Regions from separate parts of the Sus scrofa genome. Here regions 1 and 3 are each linked to region 2. The links are chromatin contacts, called in public HiChIP or PLAC-seq maps. All regions are on one chromosome and are shown on one strand. Each heading gives the region's core, a stretch centred on a gene start, on an enhancer-like site or on the middle of the called end of the contact. The rest is flanking DNA. Distances are from core to core; before and after follow the strand shown.

Evidence for each region. HiChIP or PLAC-seq counts read pairs in DNA pulled down with a chosen protein or histone mark.
Region 1: a contact with region 2 is called in an H3K27ac HiChIP or PLAC-seq map of alveolar macrophages. The contact joins the promoter of QPCT here to the promoter of CDC42EP3 in region 2. A contact is called at or near these places in 2 of 47 Hi-C or Micro-C datasets (embryonic fibroblasts and epiblast stem cells) and 1 of 2 datasets of contacts at active chromatin or transcription factors (alveolar macrophages).
Region 3: an H3K27ac HiChIP or PLAC-seq map of alveolar macrophages shows a contact between it and region 2, with 3 times the contacts expected there. The contact joins the promoter of PRKD3 here to the promoter of CDC42EP3 in region 2. A contact is called at or near these places in 1 of 47 Hi-C or Micro-C datasets (embryonic fibroblasts) and 2 of 2 datasets of contacts at active chromatin or transcription factors (alveolar macrophages and skeletal muscle).

Annotation. Positions count from the first base shown.
Region 1 is chr3:102,821,787-102,824,558 of Sscrofa11.1, forward strand. It overlaps QPCT (glutaminyl-peptide cyclotransferase), which reads right to left and starts at 1,304. Exons shown (of 7, transcript XM_003481245.4): 1 at 1,051-1,304. The coding sequence starts at 1,170.
Region 2 is chr3:102,537,539-102,540,331 of Sscrofa11.1, forward strand. CDC42EP3 (cdc42 effector protein 3) reads left to right here and starts at 1,327. Exons shown (of 3, transcript XR_002342770.1): 1 at 1,327-1,985.
Region 3 is chr3:102,840,798-102,843,497 of Sscrofa11.1, forward strand. PRKD3 (serine/threonine-protein kinase D3) reads left to right here and starts at 1,347. Exons shown (of 19, transcript XM_013996212.2): 1 at 1,347-1,531.

The sequences.
Region 1 (2,772 bases), core at 54-2,553, 280 kb after region 2:
TGGCTAGTGGTGTCCACGTGTAAGTGGGGCATGTTATAGCCCTTGAATGGTGAAACTAAAAGTATTACTCATAGGACTGAAGGGGCGATTCATGTACATATGCTTGTGCCTGGGCGGTGGAGCATGGGGCTTTGAGAGGGCCTGTACGTTCACAGGGTGCTCAGTATTTCAAACCTCTGAGTTGATACTGACATTCTGTAACCATTCAAAAGATCTTTTAAACAATATGATCAGTGTTTATATCCCTGCTGCTTTTTGCTTTGCTGCTTTATTTAGTATCTTTGAAAGTATACCATTTTACTCCAGTACCATTAACTTTTGCTTAAGTCCCTAGCAATTACAGGATTTCAAAACTGTTACACAAGAAAGGGAATAATTGCGAAGCTATTTACTGCACGCAGAGGCAACTTGCAGATCATTTTTATCCTAAATTCCATATGTGAAATTTCCACCTACTACTCGATACATTTCCCTGACGATTGCATTTTACTCTCTTTGAAGAAAAAGAAAATGTTAAAGTAAAGCTGGTCTCCATTTACGCGCCTTCGTTCAGAGCTGATCTGCTGAAAAATCTAAAACAGACCAACACTAGTCCGTGCTGACTGCCTGGAAACTTCAGCCTTGGGAGGGCTTCCTTGGATGTCGGGGCGAGGCAGCAGCGGGCACACCTCCCGGCGCGCCCGGCTCCCTGGCGGCGGGGAGCTCGGAGTCCGCGCGCCTCTCAGCTCCCGAGTGGGCGGCGAACCGGCGATGCGCCCTCACCTCCCTGCTCCGCCGCAGAAAGCGAGTCACGCTTCCTGTGTCTATTAGTACCCGCAGCAGACCGCAGCGGAGGGGAGGCCGGTGACATCACCCAGCTCCCGTGGCGTACCCAAAGCAGCCCGGCGGCCAGCGAGGAACATTGGCGAGGACGCAGAACCCCGACCTCTCGGGGCTCCGGAAGGGAGGACCTCGGCTCTGCCTTGCCTCCCATCTTGTCTAGACTGGGGCTCTGGGTCCCGCACCCAGCAAGAGCCACCCAGGTACAATCGCGCAGCAGCAACCCCTCACCTTCTCCTGGGTCCATGCTGCCGCGCTCCGACTGACCCCCTGAGCCGCCAGGGACAGGGTGGCCACCAGCAGCAGCAGGTGGAGAGTGCCCACGAAGCGCCGGTCCCCACTGCCTGTCATCTCTCCAGGACTGTCCCGACGCGGGTTCCCAGAGCCGCCGGCGGTCACGAGCCCGGGAACGCGCGTCCTTCGCCTTCCCCCCCTCTCCACCCTTGGGTCGATAGCTCCCGCCTCCCCATCGCCTCCCGGTCGCCTCCCCACTGCGCTACGCAGGCCAAGGCCGCTTCTCTCCAACCCCCACCTTCCACCTTAGCAACCCAGAGGCTGGGCTGTCCTGGGAGGCACAGGCTTCCGAATCCATGGGAACAGAGACGGCCACTTCCTTGTCTAGGAGAGGAAGAAAGGAAGGAGGGAAGAGACGTGGAAGAAGCTTTTTTTTTTTTTTTTTTAAATCTCCATTGCCTGGGGGTGACTGAGAATACAAAGGGAAGGGAGAGGGTTTCTCAGACCCTGTGAGGTTAGGAAGTGTTTTCCCACGGCTCATTAAGAAGGGATGGACAGGGATCTACATTTACTGAATACTTATGTGCCAGTCACTGTCCTAGGTGCTTTTACGATTTTCCCTTACTTAATCTTCATAACCATGTGAGGTAGGTATTAATTCCATTTTACAGATGAGGAAACAAAGCTTGAACTGGAACCGTCAAACATCCTTTATAACAGCCCATCGTATCTTTCTCTCTCTCTCTCTCTCTCTCTCTCTCTCTCTCTCACACACACACACACACACACACACACACAAATACTTAGCTTGCCTTATAGGAGACAGACCATCGTACTCCCAGACTGAGAAGTATAATTGAGGTAAATTATCTGAAATAAATGAGATAATGTTCACAGTGGCTGTTGAGGCAGCCATCTCCTCCAATCCATACCCTACAAAAGGAAAGCCTAAATACAATGTACTTATTTACTTCGTAACATCAAAAATCACTTACCAAGATAATCCTAGAAACAAGCACTATCTCAGTTTTGTCTGCAGGTTTCTGGTCTAAGTTGTCAGGCAATTACTTCATCATCCTCTTTTCCTTCCAAAATGAGGATTAGGGCATGGGCTGCTCTGAGTCATCTCCTAGTAACTTTTAGATCCCAGAAAAAAAAATATATCAAAATAATGACATTGACACAGACCTACTTCCCAAAGAGCAAAGGTCTGAAGGTAATGGAGTCCGCCAGAAGGCTCACCCACTCTACTCTGTCTTCTTAGGCTTGGCTATAAGAGTGAGTTTGAAAAGGGAAAGGGTTGACCTGGAGATACACCGTCTGCCCTCCTCTGGAGCTACAGGAGAAGACAGGATGGAAATTCCTACTTTCCTGATGTTCAGAATTACTAATCCTATTCGTGTCTCAGAGTTTAGAGTAGCAATTCAAATCTTCAGGTGCAAACAAAATTAAATAGCTTCTTTAGTACATCCATGGACAGTGCTTCTGATAATCAGACCACCTCAGAATACTGGTATACATTCAGAACAAAACTACTGTCACATCTCCCAATACATTTTTTACACTCTTGCTGCTTAGACCAACCTTGAAATAGTGGGTTTCCTAGGTAGCTGGATAAGAAACATGATTATTTTTCTTACCCTATTGCCTTTTTATCTTTCCACAACAAGATTTCTATAAGAAAGGCTTGGTGGAAAAAATAGCAAACCTATATGAAAC
Region 2 (2,793 bases), core at 77-2,576:
TTTTTCATGTGGTATTTAATAAATATATATGCATACTATTTGTACTTATAAAAACACCATGTGCAATTAAAGCTATGCATAAATATTTATAAAAATACTTTCATCTAAGTAAGCCAGTAACATTTAATATTTTTCAATAAATTCATACATAAAATACATACATTACTGCCAAATGGAACATATATTTTGAAATATGAACCCCTGGTAAAACACTCAGGAATCTGGAGTAAAATTCAGGTATCTGCCAAAGGAAACTTCGGAGTAGTTGTCATTTGAAGAAAGGAAACAATGCTGGGTCTCTTATCTTCACCGACTGTTTTGCTTGTCAGATTTCTAACATCACTTCAGCTGAGTTTTGTATTTGACTTCCAACTTCATGGCCATTTGACCTGCCAACTATTATTTTCTTTTAACACTCCACCCAAGTATGTTGCTTTCCAGAACGGTTGTGTCCGTTTCCTTTTCACTTCACCTTAACATCAGCCGAGGGTTACAACGAAGACTTAATGTGCACCCTCTAAGGTTTCAGATTAACCCAGGGGCATTATGGTGACGACCTGATGCTGATATCGCTCTGGAAAGTCAAGGTTCTCCTGGAGGATCGCTCTTTGTGCCAGGATTTCCATTCAACCTGAGAATCCCGGGGCTGGGGCCAGGCTGCGAGTGCTTCACTCTCGCAGGTTCCAGCCCCCACCCCCAGGCCGAACGTGCGGGCTGGGACCTTACCGCCGGAAAACGCCGCCCTTTCCTGTCGCCTACTCATTCCCCAGGCCGAGAACTCAAGGACGAAGAGACGGAGACGGATTAAGAAAATTAACCAGGTCGACGCTTGGCCTCGAGGGAAGCAAGGCGGGGCGCGCAGCGGCGGTGGCTGGAATGACCGGCGGGCGCAGGTGCTGCCCAGGGCGGAATTTTACGCTCCTGGGCCGGCAGCTGCGGTACTTGCGCTCGTCTAGAGCAACCGCCACCCGCTTCCAGCTTTAGCCAAGTCTCTTTGAGGCACCCCGCAGGAGAGGAAACGCCTCCCGGTGGACTGGAAAAACCTGCAACATCGGCTGTTCGCGTGCCCACTTGCTCAGCCGGCACCCCCGGGCGTCTCTTGTGCGCCAAATCCACTCTCCGGGTTTTGGCGACATCTCCAAGGGGTTTGGGCTGGAAACTGACAGAAGCCCCCCCCCCCGCAAACTGGAGCTGAGACTGGCCCGGGGACCCAAGGCTCGGCCGGCGCGGCGCCGTCAGGTGGCCTCTCTTCCCCAAGAGTCCGCCGCCCGCCAAGCCGGAGCCTTGCTGGGCTGGATCGACTCGTTGGGAGGAGGAGAGGTGGGTGTACGAGGTTTAGTACAGGTGTCCGGGGTGCAGGCAGAGTCCCTTTGTCCTCTGGCACCCAGCAGCCAGTGCCTCTTTGAACTGGGCGTCCCTGCGACCTTCCTTTGTGCCAAGGGAGCGGAACACATCTTCTCGGAGAAAAGCCCCACCCCTGGAGGTGGCGCTGGGGCGGTAACAATAAGCGCCCATTGTCCGCCAGGGGCTTTCAAGCCCGGCAGCTGGCGACCGGGGTCTACCCGCCCGGGGCCGGAGCTCAGGTACTAAGGCAGGGTGGTGCGGCCAGCGACCCACGGCCTGCGCCCCGCCCCGGCCCGCCCCCTGCGCCGCCGGCCCCGCCCCGGCCCGCCCCGCCCTTCGCAGGTTCAGCCCTGGCGTCCGGCTGCAGTGCTTTCAGTATAGCTCGCACCTTCCCTCTCTCTCCACGGTGGCTGCTAACGGCGGGTTGCGCAGCGGAGGGGCCCGAGCTGGGGGCAAGCCGGGAGTCCCCGGCCTTGGGCGCCTTCACGCAATCTCAGAGCGGATAATGCTGTGAACTGGCGCCGCGCCCGCCGACCCGGCTGGATCTGCGCGTGGCGGGCAGGGACTGCGTGCGCCCTCGGAAAGTGTCGGTGCCGGGCGCCTGGCCCCGGGGCCAGCGGCTGGGATCCTTGGCGCCGCTGGTGAGTTGCCGTCTGCCCACAGCTCCTTTTCTGCGCGTCTGTGAGTTCGTCCGACCCGCGGCCGTGGCCGCTTCCGGCGTGCGCGGGGTCTAGGCTTGGAAACGCACGGGGAACGGTTATACCGAGGGCATCACCTTCCAGCTGGTGTCCTGAGGACCAAAGGCTGTATAAAGCAAACTGAGAGGGGTGCGGGCGGCACGACCAAGACGCAGAGCGCCACCGTTTGTGCCCACCACTTTTCAGGGTGGGGCTGCGCGGCTACACTGCCCCCTCTGAGCCATTGACAGCCATTCTGGGCGCTTATTGCATTTTTCCATCTGAGAACAAGCCGCACATGGCTGCCGCTCCCCTCCCATCGTGGACTGGCACCAGGGCCACACAAGGGTGCACCGCGCAGAACTGGGATGGCAGTACCCGCTGGGCGTGTGTCTCTTCTCTTGATGGGGGGCATTGTGGCAGGGGCTCCAACCTGCAGATCTGGCAGTTGCTTTTTTTTTTTTTTTTTTTAACGGTGGTTTCTGAACAGCTGGATTGTTTTCAAGGTTTGCCTTTTGTTTTGTTTTTCCCTTTTTCCTTGAAACTGCCTTGATACAGACAAGTATTAGACGTGTGAGGACGAATGGATGAGGCCAGTAATTTTTTCATTGTGAATTATTATAGTCCATCCCCCTCTCGACTTCGGGAGGCATGTGTTTCATCTTATAAATAGAAAGTAGCATATTTTTTGGCAGGACCTCCTTTATACTGTACAGTCTAGGAGAGGTCAGTTTAAAAATAAATATGCACTTGAATGTTACGTTACCGAGAG
Region 3 (2,700 bases), core at 97-2,596, 300 kb after region 2:
TTTTAAAGTAAAAGAATAGCAGAGTAAGACTCGGTATAAAATACAATTAGATTGAATTAGATATTACTGAATGTGAAATACTTAGTATCTTCTAATTCCCAAAAATATTTCAGAGATGTCTTTTTAAAATATAGCTTCAGGAATTCCTGCTGTGGTGAAACAGGATTGGAGGCATCTTTGGAGTGCTGGGACACAGGTTCGATCCCTGGCTTCGCATGTTGGGTTAAGGATCCAATGTTAAGTTGAAACTGCGGGTTGGATCTGATCCCTGTCCCTGAGCATCCAACAAAGAAAAAGGAAAAAAAAAGGGGGGGGGTAACACTATAGCTTCAGAGTAGACCAGGGTTATACACAATTTTACTTGCCCATCTTTAATATAAATGATTTTAAAATTCCATTTAACTTTAAATCCAGGGAAATCTATTAAGAGTGATGACCTGGTATAAAAAGTGGGGACCCATTTAGCTTTCTTTACTTTCTATTCTCAAAAACTGCCTTCGACCTCTGCGTAGTAATGGATATAGATTGTTGACTGTGGCCCACCTGCTTGTTTCAGTGTATTTTACTTGAGTACTTTTGCGATGAAATTTGGATATAAGGAGAACTAGGAACAATGGGTCTCAGCCGCTCATGCCTTTCTCTCACATAAAACATGTAAAATTTTTCACCTCATGTATTTTTCCTCTAAATTTCACCCCACCTGCGTCCCCCGTCACCGTTGTCAAAGTCACGTGGAAGCCAAGGTTGGGTGACTCTTCGCTGCACTTCACCCCGACGGTAGGTAACACATTCGAGTTTAAAGACAAGTAGGATACACAAAAAACACTGGAAGCAGAGACTTCTCAGAGACTGCTTTAGGCGAAGGGCGCTCGGAGCATCTGCCTTGGTGTGGAATGCCCGGGGCTCCTGTGCCAGGCGACCACCTGGACTACAAGCACTCGGGAGGGAAACGGGGAGCAGTGAGAAGATTTCTCAGGGAGGAAATTGCTCTCTGCTGCAGACCTCTTACAAGTTCCGCGTCCAACTTAATCACCTCTTGGCCCCTGGCCACCATCGCCTCCATCAGAGCGGACGACAAAAACAGTTCAGTAGCAATAATGGGTATCAAGGACAGTGTGTAACTGGAATTAGTACACGGTCGCAGCCCGCTCCCCCGCGGTCACGGAGACGCCAGGACTTCGAAGGGTACAGAGCGAGCCCGAAAGCACCCGGAGCTCCTGTTGCCCTGCGCTATATGTCAAGACAGTGAGCAACATCCCCGCGTGGCTACCACCGTGTCGAGCCCCCGGGGAGACTACAGCTCCCGACAGCCCCCGCGCCGGCCGCGCGCCCCCGCCCCTCGCGCGCCCCCGCCCCGCACGCCCCGGCCCCCCGCCCTCGGGCCTTAGGACGGGACGGGGAGGAGGGAGGGAGGAAGGGGCGCCTGAGGCGGGCGGGATTCTGCGAAGCGCGTGAAGCCTCGCTGGCGTCTGGTCCCGGAGTCAGACGCTGGCGGGCGCGGAGTTTCTCACGACCGGCGGAGCCCGCTTCTGTAAGTAGTCGCCTCAGGGAGCGCGGAACAGACACCGAAAAAGTTAGCGCCGCCGCGGCGGCCGCTTTGTTCTCCCGGCCCGTGGGGTGAGGCGGCAGCCCCTCCCCCACTCACCCGCACGCGGCGGCGGCGGCGGGTCTCGGACTCCGCGCCGGGCTGGGCGGCGGCCGCCGGGGCTGGGTGGTAAGTTGGCTGAGCGCGCCGCGAGAGGAGCGGGCGGTGGGCGCGGGGGCAAGCTGGGGCGCCGGCGCGGCCGCCAGATGGGGCCAAGTTCCGGCGTGGGCGCCGACGCCAACTCGGAGTCGCGCTCCACCAGCGACCACCGCGCCGGGCCCGTAGCTCACAGTCTGTTTCCACGTCCCCCCAACAAGCTCCCCACGCCAGTCCCGCGTTACTCAAGCTGTCGGATTTTGGGTTAGCCTTTCCCTTTGATTTTCTCCACTTTAGTTTGTAGTTGTCTTCAAGGGTGAGTCAACGGTGCTTAGAGAAGGAACGTAAGCCCCCACCCCGGTTTCCTGACTGTGTGTAGTTTTGCAAGTTGCAGCGTTGCTCCGAGTCGGTTTCATCCCTGGGAGCTTTTTCTTAAGATGAAACACCGAGAAGCGTGACTGTTTCTTCGAGCAATAAATATAACCACATACTATTAGATTGCCTGTTGGATATTTTATTTCAAGTCATCGCCGACAGCAGCATAGGCCTTGCCGCGTGCAGGCACGAATGTAAAGCGAGCGACAGCGTGTGTGAGACTTGCAGACTTTTCCATACACAGATTGATGGCTTGGACGTAACTGTCTCTTCAGCCACACCCATCCCCACAGGAAATAAGACTATCGGTGTCATCTTTGATTAGGAAGGATAAGTTACACCCTGAACTACTATTTTGTTCGACATAGCTTTAATGAGCTGTAGTCGTAAATGAAACGAAAATGTTTAAAATTCTGTGATTTGTACCCTAGAAAATGTTATCCTGTTCTGTTTCTACTTTGTACTTAAGGCTGCAGTTCCTAAAGTCTTAGCCGCTCTGATTTTGCTTAGATCAAGCTTACTTATCAACTTTAAGGCAGTGAGGGTGGGGAATACTTATGAATTTGCTGCTGAAGGCGCCCATAAAGTTCCTCGACCGAGGTCTAGGCCACTTTTACTTAATAAAGGAACGCTTTCCTCCTTTC